2 separate regions of the Mus musculus genome follow, and region 1 is linked to region 2. A link is a contact called in public Hi-C data. All regions are on one chromosome and are shown on one strand. Each heading gives the region's core, a stretch centred on a gene start, on an enhancer-like site or on the middle of the called end of the contact. The rest is flanking DNA. Distances are from core to core; before and after follow the strand shown.

Region 1 (5,393 bases), core at 1,785-4,284, 180 kb after region 2:
GAGTGCATACTGATATGAAGATCATATTGAATACTTTTTAAATGTAGAATAGAGATGGCTTTCACGTACATATATAAAAATGGGGGCCCTCTATGGGATGGAGCAGAACCTCTCCTTTTAATGGGCTGTGCACGAGGGCTTCCTTCCAGAAACCGTAGTGTGTGGTTCAGGGACAATTTTTTCAGTAGGGGATCCTGACAAGAACTGTCTCAGTTATGTGTTCAAGGTTAATTAATATATTAATAGAGCACCTGGACACAAGATAGAATGGTAGATGTCTCTGGGGCCTTCAAGACCACACAACACAGTCACAAGAAAACCCAACTACAGAGCAGTCTGAAAAACACCGCAACTGGCTTCTCAGAACGTTCAAGGTCTTCAAAAACAAAGATGGAGAAACTACCTCAACCAAGAGAAACCTCAGAAGACATGACAATGACAAGAGAACATAGGACAGTAGGCAAGATAGGTTGGAAAGGGGCATTAAGTGAAAACTAAAGAAATATGTATAAAATACAGACTTGAGAATTGTGTGTCAACAACACTTCATAAGTAATAATAAATGTTACTCTCATATAAGCTGTTAATAATAGGGGAGTGGGTTGTAGGGTAATCAGGAATCAATTCATAACTTCAATAAGCCTAAAAGAATTTCAAAACAAAAAAAATTATTAGGAATGATAGTAGTTTATAGAGTGCTTACAAAGATTAGGTTTAAAATGCAGTTTCAAATATCATGCTGCCACACAGAGTATGAGATATCTGGTATTGCTAAGCTAATTTAATCATGAGATGTGGAGATTACTCGGAAGCATATTGAGAACGATGTGCTGATTTATACTACGTTGAGCGTTGATTCTTGTCAGCATCGTGTGGTCTTGGGAACCCTGTCGTGTTACCCTTGCTCAATGAGTGTACTCTTCCGAGTGGTTCCCCCAGTATTCTGCACTCGAGTGAGAACTCTGAGTAATGAATGAGGTAATGCTTCTGGGTTATTTAACTTTCTTATACTTCTGTGCAGAGCTGGGAAATGCTCCTCTGGTAACTTTCTTCCAATGTTACTTAGTAACAAAGTTACTTCCAAAGTCCTGTCTTTGTCTCCAACAAATGTAATACAGTCATTTAATAGAAAACGTGCTGTACACACCTCCAGCACACTCCTGGAGCATCTCTAAGATGCTCCAGCCCAGATGTGGTTTACAGGGATGCATTTCACCATCTGGGGTCTGCTTTATAATGTTTCCACATCTGCTTTCTACTTACACATCTATCCCCTCAGCTTTGTTCATCAAGCCTTTTTGACCCTGCTCCCAAAGTAGGTTCTTAGCATCACCCTCCCCAGACCACTGGAGACACTGCCCTATCTTGAAAATATCTGCAAGAATTCTGTGTTATTTCTCCAGGGTTTTCAATTCTCCCCGTTACAAAAGCCAAATCCCACTGATAACCTTCTTCACATTTAGTACACACAGAACACATCTAGTGGCCTAGTTCCTATTTGGTGAAGTGGTACTAATTTGGAAGCCACCCACAAATGTTACTGAAGCATTGAAACAAACTTATCTACCAGGAGGACTCTTCTTTGCTTAGAGAAATTCAGGATGGGTGTTACCATGTTGTCTGCAGAAGAAATTCCTAAGAACTGATAACAAAATAAATGAATAAACATGTTCAGTGAGTGCCTTTTCACCTCCCCATTAGCTTTTACCTAATTATAATTCTCCTTCATTTATCAGAGTTACTTATCATTCTTTTTGCTTCTTATTAGTAACAACTAGAGTATTTTTGCCAAATTAAATGCAGAAATAGTTAAACTCAATATATTCTGCTTCTCAAAAGCCAAGGAAAAATTTTAAGTTAAGCTGATGATTGCTAAATTATACAGGTAGCTAAAATAAGGCTTTTGCTATCCATCCATGCATCCATCCATCCATGCATCCATCCATCCATGCATCCATCCATCCATGCATGCATCCATCTGTGCATCCATCCATGCATCCAGCTGTCTATCTATCTATCTATCTATCTATCTATCTATCTATCTATCTATCTATCTATCCTACTTAAATAGACATTACTGATGGCTACTGCTTTCCAGGTATTATGCTAGGTAGTAAAGATACAACAATGAAAGAGCTCTCCACTCTAGAGAGAGGAAACATAGGTTAGAACAAATGCAGCATATGAGAAGTGCCCCCATAAAAGATGTGGGACCCTGTAATTGAGGAAAGATGTGTAGAAGGCAATAATTATTAACTCAAAACCAAATAGACACATATTATTTCCATGATTTCCTCAAATGGATTCTCTAGCCTTCAGAAATCTTGGAAGGATAAGAATGGAACCTCACCTCTGACTTCTATCACTGACCCTAAGCAAGGCTCCAAGCTGCCTTGAGTATCTCCCACTTCCGCATAATAACATCATTTCTTGAAAATGACTTTCCTAGAATTTACAGGGAATTTAATACCACATGTCTCCTTGGAGGTTTTGCTCACTAAGAGTATAATTATATCATCAATGGCCTATTTGAAGACGAAGAAAATTATGTTTTGTTTCCACCGTCTGTCCTATTCAGTCACTATAAGAATTGGCTATTTTAGGTAAATCTCTTCTATCTCTTATTTAGGTAAATCATTTTTATGGAATGATCAAGTCAATCTCCTTCTTAATCCACACAAAATAAGTGGAAATGTAAGCACATCTGGATGGAAGGTTGCATGGCCTCTTTTTAGCGCCTGACGGAAGGTTTGCTAACCTACTGTCTTACCTTGTTACCTTGTCACCTTGTCACCTTGTCTTACCTTGTCACCTAGTTTTCCTAACGATGCTCCCTCATCCTTCCTTTTGATTTTTTTTGCCACCCAACAGCACCCCAGAATGCTTCATTTGGTGACATCACAAATAGCCACGGGTTGCTTCTGGTGTCCCATCTGTTCCTGCAGCCCTTGCTTCAGTACAGGCAAGATATGAAGCTCCCGTGCAGTTGAGGCTGGGCTGGGGGAGGGGATTGGGCCTTTGAGGCTGTTTTCTATCAGGGCCCTGCAGCTGTCAATGTTGGCTGCAGAAGCCAGTGACTGTCCTTGCAGCTCCCTGATGCCGGCCGTGCACTGTGCTTGGGGATATTAATTGGACTTTCATTATGTGAGTGTACCCAGAGGCTTTGGCAGTCAATTCTTATATCTATATTGATTCATAAAAAAATGCCAATAAATAACAGCTCTCTCAAAGCATCTTCTAATGTTTCTGGTAATTAATTGGTTTATGTTTACCCCTAGATTTTTCTTTCTTTCATTTTCTTTTTCTTCTTTTCTTTTTTTTTTTTCCTTTCTTTTTACACATTGCAGCATAATAGATCACAGAATCTCTGGGACAATGGACAGGCACATTGGCTAAATCACCTTATTACAGTTCCATATAGTTGAAAAGAGGCTTAATGCTAAATTATCAGATTCCAGCTATTGTGGAGACCAGGAATGAATAATGCTCCAAAATGACCGCCACGGAGCCTCTGTTCCACTCATTGTCCCAGGAACCATTGGGCACGCCTTCCATTGAGTTCTCCATAGAGCCGCGGTCCCTGAAATGAACAGTGGGGCCCAAATTCAGGCCTAGATACATCTCTTTGCCTTTTGGTGTATTATAAGTTAAAATGTATTTTCAGCCCCAGACTTTAAAAAAAAATCTTATATTACATTTGTGTGTAACTATGGGCAAAATTATGCTATTAGTTTTGGAACACCCAAGTTAGGCATCCCAAACTACCTTAGCACCCATAATTACTATATAGTGTGTCACATAAAGTAGGGATGAAAGTAAAAATGGCATGTCCATTTAACTCGCCAAAATTCAAAGGAAGAAAGGATGTTCATTAAAAGTTAATAGTGACACAGCTGTGCAGAACTCTCCCAGAAAATGTCATTGTCACAGGAGTCTGACTGTGACCCGGTGTCATTCTCCGCTGCGGAATCTGAGGGGCCTCTGGTATGGTGAGCTGTTGGCGGACAGAGAAAGAAGAGCAATGACCCATGGAGGCAGGGGACGAGAAGATTTTGGAAGACACTTGTTCTGGCTGCTGTACGTAACAAGAAGCGGATGTAATTTTAATTCCAGTTAGGTGGGGTATGATGTCCTGATGAAGCCTTGCCACTCGTGCATACAAAGATAGGGAGACCTGAATTCTGTACAGCAAACTATTTGCAGTCACCCCTCTCCTACTTTATATCGAAGTCTCGTTCTCTTTCTTTTTAAATAAAAAGGCCCACTGATTTGAGATCAAAGCAGGAATATAAAATAAACTAATAATATAAAAAAATAAAATAAAATAATAATAATATAAATAATAATAATAATAATAATAATAGCAACATAACATAAACTAATAGTATCAAAGTCTCTGTTACCAAAATGTCACCTTAACAGCACTGCCGTCACGGTTGGCAACTGTGACTGTTCCTGCTATATTATATTTGTTTTTTCTAAATAAATCTTTGGCTAAATCAAGCAACAATGGTGGCACAAGCAGATGTGCCACACTAACTGTCTCCCACTGGCAGACAACTCACCTTGAACTGCTTTGTGGAAATATTAAGCAGTGGCTGAGAGTAAGAAGGATTAATGAGGGCCAACTTTGGAGAAAACAGTTCAGAGCTCTTGCTTCCAAAAATGTGAGGATAGCCAATATGTTGCATTTCTTTAGGAGTTCAAAAATAGGCAAATAAGTAAAATTAGACTTCAAAAAAGAATCCCTAAATTTGAGAAATTCTTCACAAGCCTTTTCCCGAGAAACGAACAAGAGGAGTCCAGGACCAATTAAAAAAAAAAAAAAAACAAATTTGTATTCAAGATCATACCAAGTCATAATTATTGATACTTTTTTTAAAATAAGATTCTTCTTCAAGTTAATAGAGAAGTAACCAGACAGTTAGTGACAGCCTCCAAAACCTTTACCCGGGGAGTTGATCTGACCTAGGAGATGCACAAACATACTTCTATTAATTAAGGTATGCTAATAAGATAGAAAAATGATTTCATGCAGAGGGCTGCAAGAAAAGGCAGGCCCTGACTATTAGAACAAACAAGACAGAACAGGAGAGGGGCCGAGAAGGAAGTGTCAGTGCCATCCCTTCATCTCCTTCTCTTCTGTGCCCTGGATGGCTCAGGAGCAGCCAAGACTTTCTAGTAATGACTTCCACTAATTTAATACATGTTGGGCACAAGGCGCTCACCTAATACAAAAATTTCTCATTCCATTAGGAGTTGCGTGACCAAAAACATCGAGGACCAATGGCTACTACTTATTTTTGATAAGGGATACTGAGTGTGGTAAAAATAGAGAGAGCTAATAAAAGAAAAAGTGTCCACTTATCTGAATTTTGCAAATTATTCTCCAC
Region 2 (5,192 bases), core at 1,209-3,708:
CATTTCCTTATTACTGTTACAAAAGACAATAGTTCAAGGAGAGGCAAAATAGGGAATTTAAGAAAATTAGGCTGTCTTCAATGAAAGATGCTGAGCTTGCAAATGCGGGACTCAAGGCTATAGGTGAACTCTGAAGAACATGTGTTCTAAGTTAGCAGTGTTTGTTAGTTACATCAGAAAGGCAGGTGTCCCTGAGGCTGCAACTTTTTAGCAGAGTTTAGATGTCAAGAAAAGAAATTGTAAAACTGCAAGGGTGACCTGGGCCCAACTCTGCAAAGGCTACTGCAATGCAAGACAAAGAGGTGGCTTATGCTAAGTTACTCTCACTGCAAGTCCAAAACACATACTAGAACCTTAGGCTTGCGCTTAGGAGAAAGATCACGTGTCCAATTTTACATGAAATGCCAGGAAGAAAAAAAAAAATCTCAGGACCATGCTGAACTTTCTCTGAGTCTTTGGGCAGGACACAGCCCTCCCCTCTGTCAGTCAGCAAACACCATAAGAATCAGTAGGTAGCTCTCTTTGCCTTATAAAGTATTAGAGGCGCTGGCAGAGCTCAGTGGTAGAGCACTCTCCTAGCATGCAGTAAGCCCCAAATTCAATCTCTAGTACAGAAAGGAAGAAAGAAAGAAAGAAAGAAAGAAAGAGAGAGAGAGAGAGAGAGAGAGAGAGAGAGAGAGAGAGAGAGAAAGAGAGAGAGAGAGGAAGGAAGGAAGAAAGGAAGAAAGGAAGGAAGGAAGGAAGAAACAATGAAAGAGACATAAAATTTCCCATCTAAAATGGACATCAGAATATAGACAATGGTTGTGGTGGTTCCCATGTGTCATAGAAAACACTTCATAAAAACATAGACCTTAAAGCAGAAAATTACTTAAAGGTAATATCTCATTATTAATGTTCTAGACCTTCAATCTTCTAAAAAGTGTTATCTACTAGTGGCCGTGTCCTTTGATGAAAGATGAGCATGAAGTAATTCGAAGAGATGAACTAGAGAGGACAGGTCTATATGTGACCATATGCTGCCCAGGAACAAGAAATCTTGCTTGTCCCATTCTGTAACCATGGCCTGTTCAGTGCATGCATTTGGTGAGTGGTGAGTGTCATTCAAAACACTTATTCACACTGATCTTGAACCTCAGTCCCAGCGACTGTGTTTCCTACAGCCATGCCAGGGCCAAGGAAGTGGTACTTCCATCCTGCAAGCTCCTGCTAATTCACTCGCTGTCCCCAGGCCATGGACAGGCTGCTAACTCTTATTCACAGACACCAAACAGGAAAGCAAAGACAGGTTTGCAACTATCAAGTTCTTTGAAGAAAAAAAAAAAAGTAAGCCTTTAGCCAAAACCTATCTCCACATTCTTCTCTTCCTGCCATGCAATGCATCAGGCTTTGGCCAAAGATCACAAGTGAACTGAGAATCCTAAAAAGCAGCAGCACTCAGATCCACACTGAACCCTCCTGAACTCGATCGCACTTCACAGAGCTGTGAACAGAACTGTACTAGAAGCACCATCCGGACTGGCTCAGGGATGCTTCAGGTTCAGATCCAAGAGATCCGAGGTGACCCTAAGTTCCACTCAGTGCTACAGTTTTCTCCAACTTGAGCACAGAAGGATTAAAAAGAAAACACAAATATTGGCAAAGGTGATTTGAGGTTACTTGACCTTTCTGAAGGAAGGAAGGTTTTTGGCAACCATAACCTGGCAGCTGTCTGGAAGGCAAGGCCAGGACACAAAGAGGAAGACAGGAAGCAGGGAGCTGGCCATGTGTCCTTGGCAGGCAGCAGTGCAGCAGGGTGAACCACCTCATCCCTGCCAAACCAGAAACAGCGGGGAAAGCCCAGCTAATTGGCAAGTCGCAGACGGCTACAGTGTCCATCCTCTGCTGTAAATGACTGATGAAGCTAAAAGGAATGCCAGACCCTAATCTACTTAACTAGGATCCTCCTGGACTCTCTCAGAAACGTAATTTGCTCCTGTGAGTCGTATTTCCCAGGGAAGTGGTAAGGCATAAGGCACATCTTAAGATGACAAGGGCTAAAGAGAGTTTAAAGAAAAAAATGTTGTGGAGTCTGGTTATGCCCACAAACATTTGCTTCTGAAGGCTGTGTGTGTGTGTGTGTGTGTGTGTGTGTGTGTGTGTGATCTTTAACTAGCAAGCCTTCCACTGGTTTATTTTTTTAACTCAAAGAAAATTACGTAGTCAAAGTTGCATACTGAACAAAGACGGGAGTCCATTTGCAGGACCCAGACATCTACAAACAAAGACAAACCCCTGTAAGACACTCCAGGAAGCTGCAGGGCCACACCCACTTACTGCCGGCTACTGTTTGTACTTAGGCATTAGCTGGCTCAACTGTGGGATGATGTAGCTTCATCCCAAGGCTTCTGAGCCTTTGCCTGCTAAGGTTGGGACTCACACGGAGAGGAAGGGCAGAGGAGGCTGTGCCAGTAAACTGAGCCTCACTGGCTGCTACTAACAGGGTGAATCAGGGACCTGAGGGCAGGGTTTACTCCCCGGGGTGCACTCAGTGGTTGGGCACATTTTGTTTCATTTTTTTATGAAACTGTTCATGTCTTCTCCAAAATTCACACCTAAATTTCAGAGTAGCTTCTGCTTCTTTAAACACAACAGCAAATAATAAAATTAAATTGAAAAGATATTGCAAACACCTCTCTCTCTCTCTCTCTCTCTCTCTCTCTCTCTCTCTCTCTCAAACTGGAAAAAGAAACATCCCACAGAACTTTCATCCTTGAAGAATTTTCTCCCTCAAAAAAAAAAAGTTAATATAAAAAAATAAATGAGGACCTAGTATGCTTGACGCTGTTCTGAAGTAACACTGAGAAGCAAAATAAAAAGGGAATATTCAAACACTACCTGAGCTCCACCTCATAAGGAAGGATCAAAATTAATCTTCCACCCGGCATCAGAGCCCAGGGATGCCTGACCACCACCACCGCTTGTCCCATCAGCCACAGGGTGTCCTAACTGACTTCAGACTCCATATATCTGGAACCATCAAAGGTCCATCCTTTTGTCTTTGGGGACCAGTTCCATTGTCTATGTAAGAGAAGTTTTGTGGTGCCTCTCTCTAAAGTGGATGGCTCTTTCTCTACTGTGGGACCCTTTGGTACTATCACTGCCTAAGAAAATCCTTCCATGAGGCCCACCTCCTGGTTCCTTCCTGCCTGTAACCCCAGGGCAAACTCAACCAGCTCCACTTTGCTAAATTCTACTACTCATTGTCTGCGATTCCCAATCCTCTATAGCTAACCCTGCTCTCATTTGAATGACAAAGTCCTTATTGTCCTTATTCCAGCAGGACCTTTTGCCCACTCTCTCCCATTTCAGCGAACCAGATGAACCAGAAAGACTTGCTGGAAACCCCTCACCTCAAAGCCCTACTTCCAGGTGTTGGCCCAGCTCTTACCTTCTAAGGCTCCTCCCCCTTGTTTTGCTAATTGCAGGTCTCCATGCTCTGTACCCATATGGCTTTCATTACTGAAATGTCCTTACTCTGACGTCAGACAAACTCCAATTTCATCTTTAAAGTGCTTGATTCCCTTCATCTGGTATATTCTTCCTGGCCCTCTTTTTGCATCCACCTAATGAGACCACCCTGCAGGGTCCACATCACTTCCCTCCCATTCTAATATAAGGCTTTAACACTGTGTTAGGGCTGGTTGTACATGTGCCGTTTCCCTCCATAGTTGTCACTGACCATATCCTAACATATCTTTTACAGTCTGGGGCATCTGTTTACATTGCAGAAAGGGCGTTATCTTAAATATCCTATCCATGGAGAAATGGGATGAAAAGCATCCATTCCCTTAGGAAAGACAAAACAATTTAAAAGAAAGATAATAATGAGCTACCTACCAGCTTACACAAACAATTAACACCCAGTAGTGAGATGCTGGGGCTGGAGAACTGCTTAGAGCTACACCGACTGGGTAGCATGCATGAAGCCATGGGTTCAGTCCTCAGCAACAGACAGAAATACATCTAATGCATTTGGCCATTTGTTTATTTTTAGAGAATTGAAAACCAACAATGTTCCTTCCATATATCATTCCTTTCCATAGTTATTAAAGCTAGTCACTTGGGAAAAATAAATGGTTTGGCTTAAAGCTTGTAAGTAAGGCTGGGTGTGGTAGCATACACCTTTAGCCCTAGCACTCCAGAAGCAGAGCAGATAGATTCCTGTATGAGGCCAGCCTGGTCTACATAGTTTGTTGGGCCAGTTACATAGTAAGACCCTGTCTCTGAAAAACAAATTATAAGGTTAAAAATAAGTAGACTTCATATATTTTAAAAATAAATTGACATTATCCCCAAAGAGATCCAAAGCACATCAGAACTTCCCATCTGTTCACTGTTTTCAGCTACTAACACATCGTTGGGACCACAAGCAACAGACCACAAGTGCTGGTTTCCGTCTGCAAAGCATCACGGGTAAAGGTGACGAATCAACGAGACGGCCAATGAGAGAGCTGCACGGAAGCTGTACTAGTGAGACAGGATGTGCGAAGAGTAGCTTAACACTCACTGCCCTCTACCATCTTCAGTGGGGAAGAATCTATGGGCTAGTTGGGAGGTTAGAGAATCAAATTAGTAATTATCTCAAGTTAAAACACGATCATGTGGTCTAGGACCTGGAGAAAGACTAAATGAAAGACTCTTAAAAAGTCCTAAGAGAAAACACCATAAAAACTGGTTTCCTATTACTACACCCACCATTAAGAAAAAGAAAAACAAAAAAAAAAAAAAACGCTACCTTAAAAAACAATCATAACCAGGGGTGGGGAAGTGGCCAAGGGCACTGGCTGCTCTTGCAGAGGACTCAGGTTTGCTTCCCCATGGTGGCTCACAACCGTGCACAACCCCAGAACCAGGGGATCCAATGGTCTTCTGACCTCCACAGGTATTACGCATGCCTGTGGCTCATACACATAATTACACACACACACACACACACACACACACACACACACACACACACACACACGCATGCGCACACGCACTCGCATATGCTCGCATACATGTAAAACACTGATACATATAAATCTAAAGAACAGAAAAAAATTAAAAAGAAAAAGATCATAACCAAGACAAAGTTTCCAAGCAGTAATACAGGAAATCATACATTTTAAAATCTGTTTTAAAAGAACATGCATTGGTATGTATGGCAT

Evidence for each region. Hi-C and Micro-C count contacts between places; a contact is called where the count stands out from the background.
Region 1: a Hi-C map of cerebellum shows a contact between it and region 2, with 2.2 times the contacts expected there. The contact joins two enhancer-like sites. A contact is called at or near these places in 1 of 15 datasets of contacts at CTCF or cohesin (the NIH/3T3 cell line) and 7 of 484 Hi-C or Micro-C datasets (the HL-1 cell line, cerebellar granule neurons, cerebellum and 2 more).

Annotation. Positions count from the first base shown.
Region 1 is chr4:82,581,722-82,587,114 of GRCm38.p6, forward strand. It overlaps Gm11267 (a long non-coding RNA gene), which reads right to left. Exons shown (of 2, transcript XR_003955228.1): 2 at 1-5,393. Among named protein-coding and RNA genes, the nearest start is that of Gm11267, 3.8 kb to the right of the region's middle. Within about 2 kb of position 3,035, at least 14 of the 459 cell types and tissues checked have an H3K27ac peak or open chromatin away from gene starts, as enhancers often do. A contact at or near this core is called in cerebellum, where this site is marked.
Region 2 is chr4:82,398,388-82,403,579 of GRCm38.p6, forward strand. The region is part of intron 2 of Nfib (nuclear factor I/B); the gene reads right to left. Among named protein-coding and RNA genes, the nearest start is that of Nfib, 100 kb to the right of the region's middle. Within about 2 kb of position 2,459, at least 153 of the 459 cell types and tissues checked have an H3K27ac peak or open chromatin away from gene starts, as enhancers often do. A contact at or near this core is called in cerebellum, where this site is marked.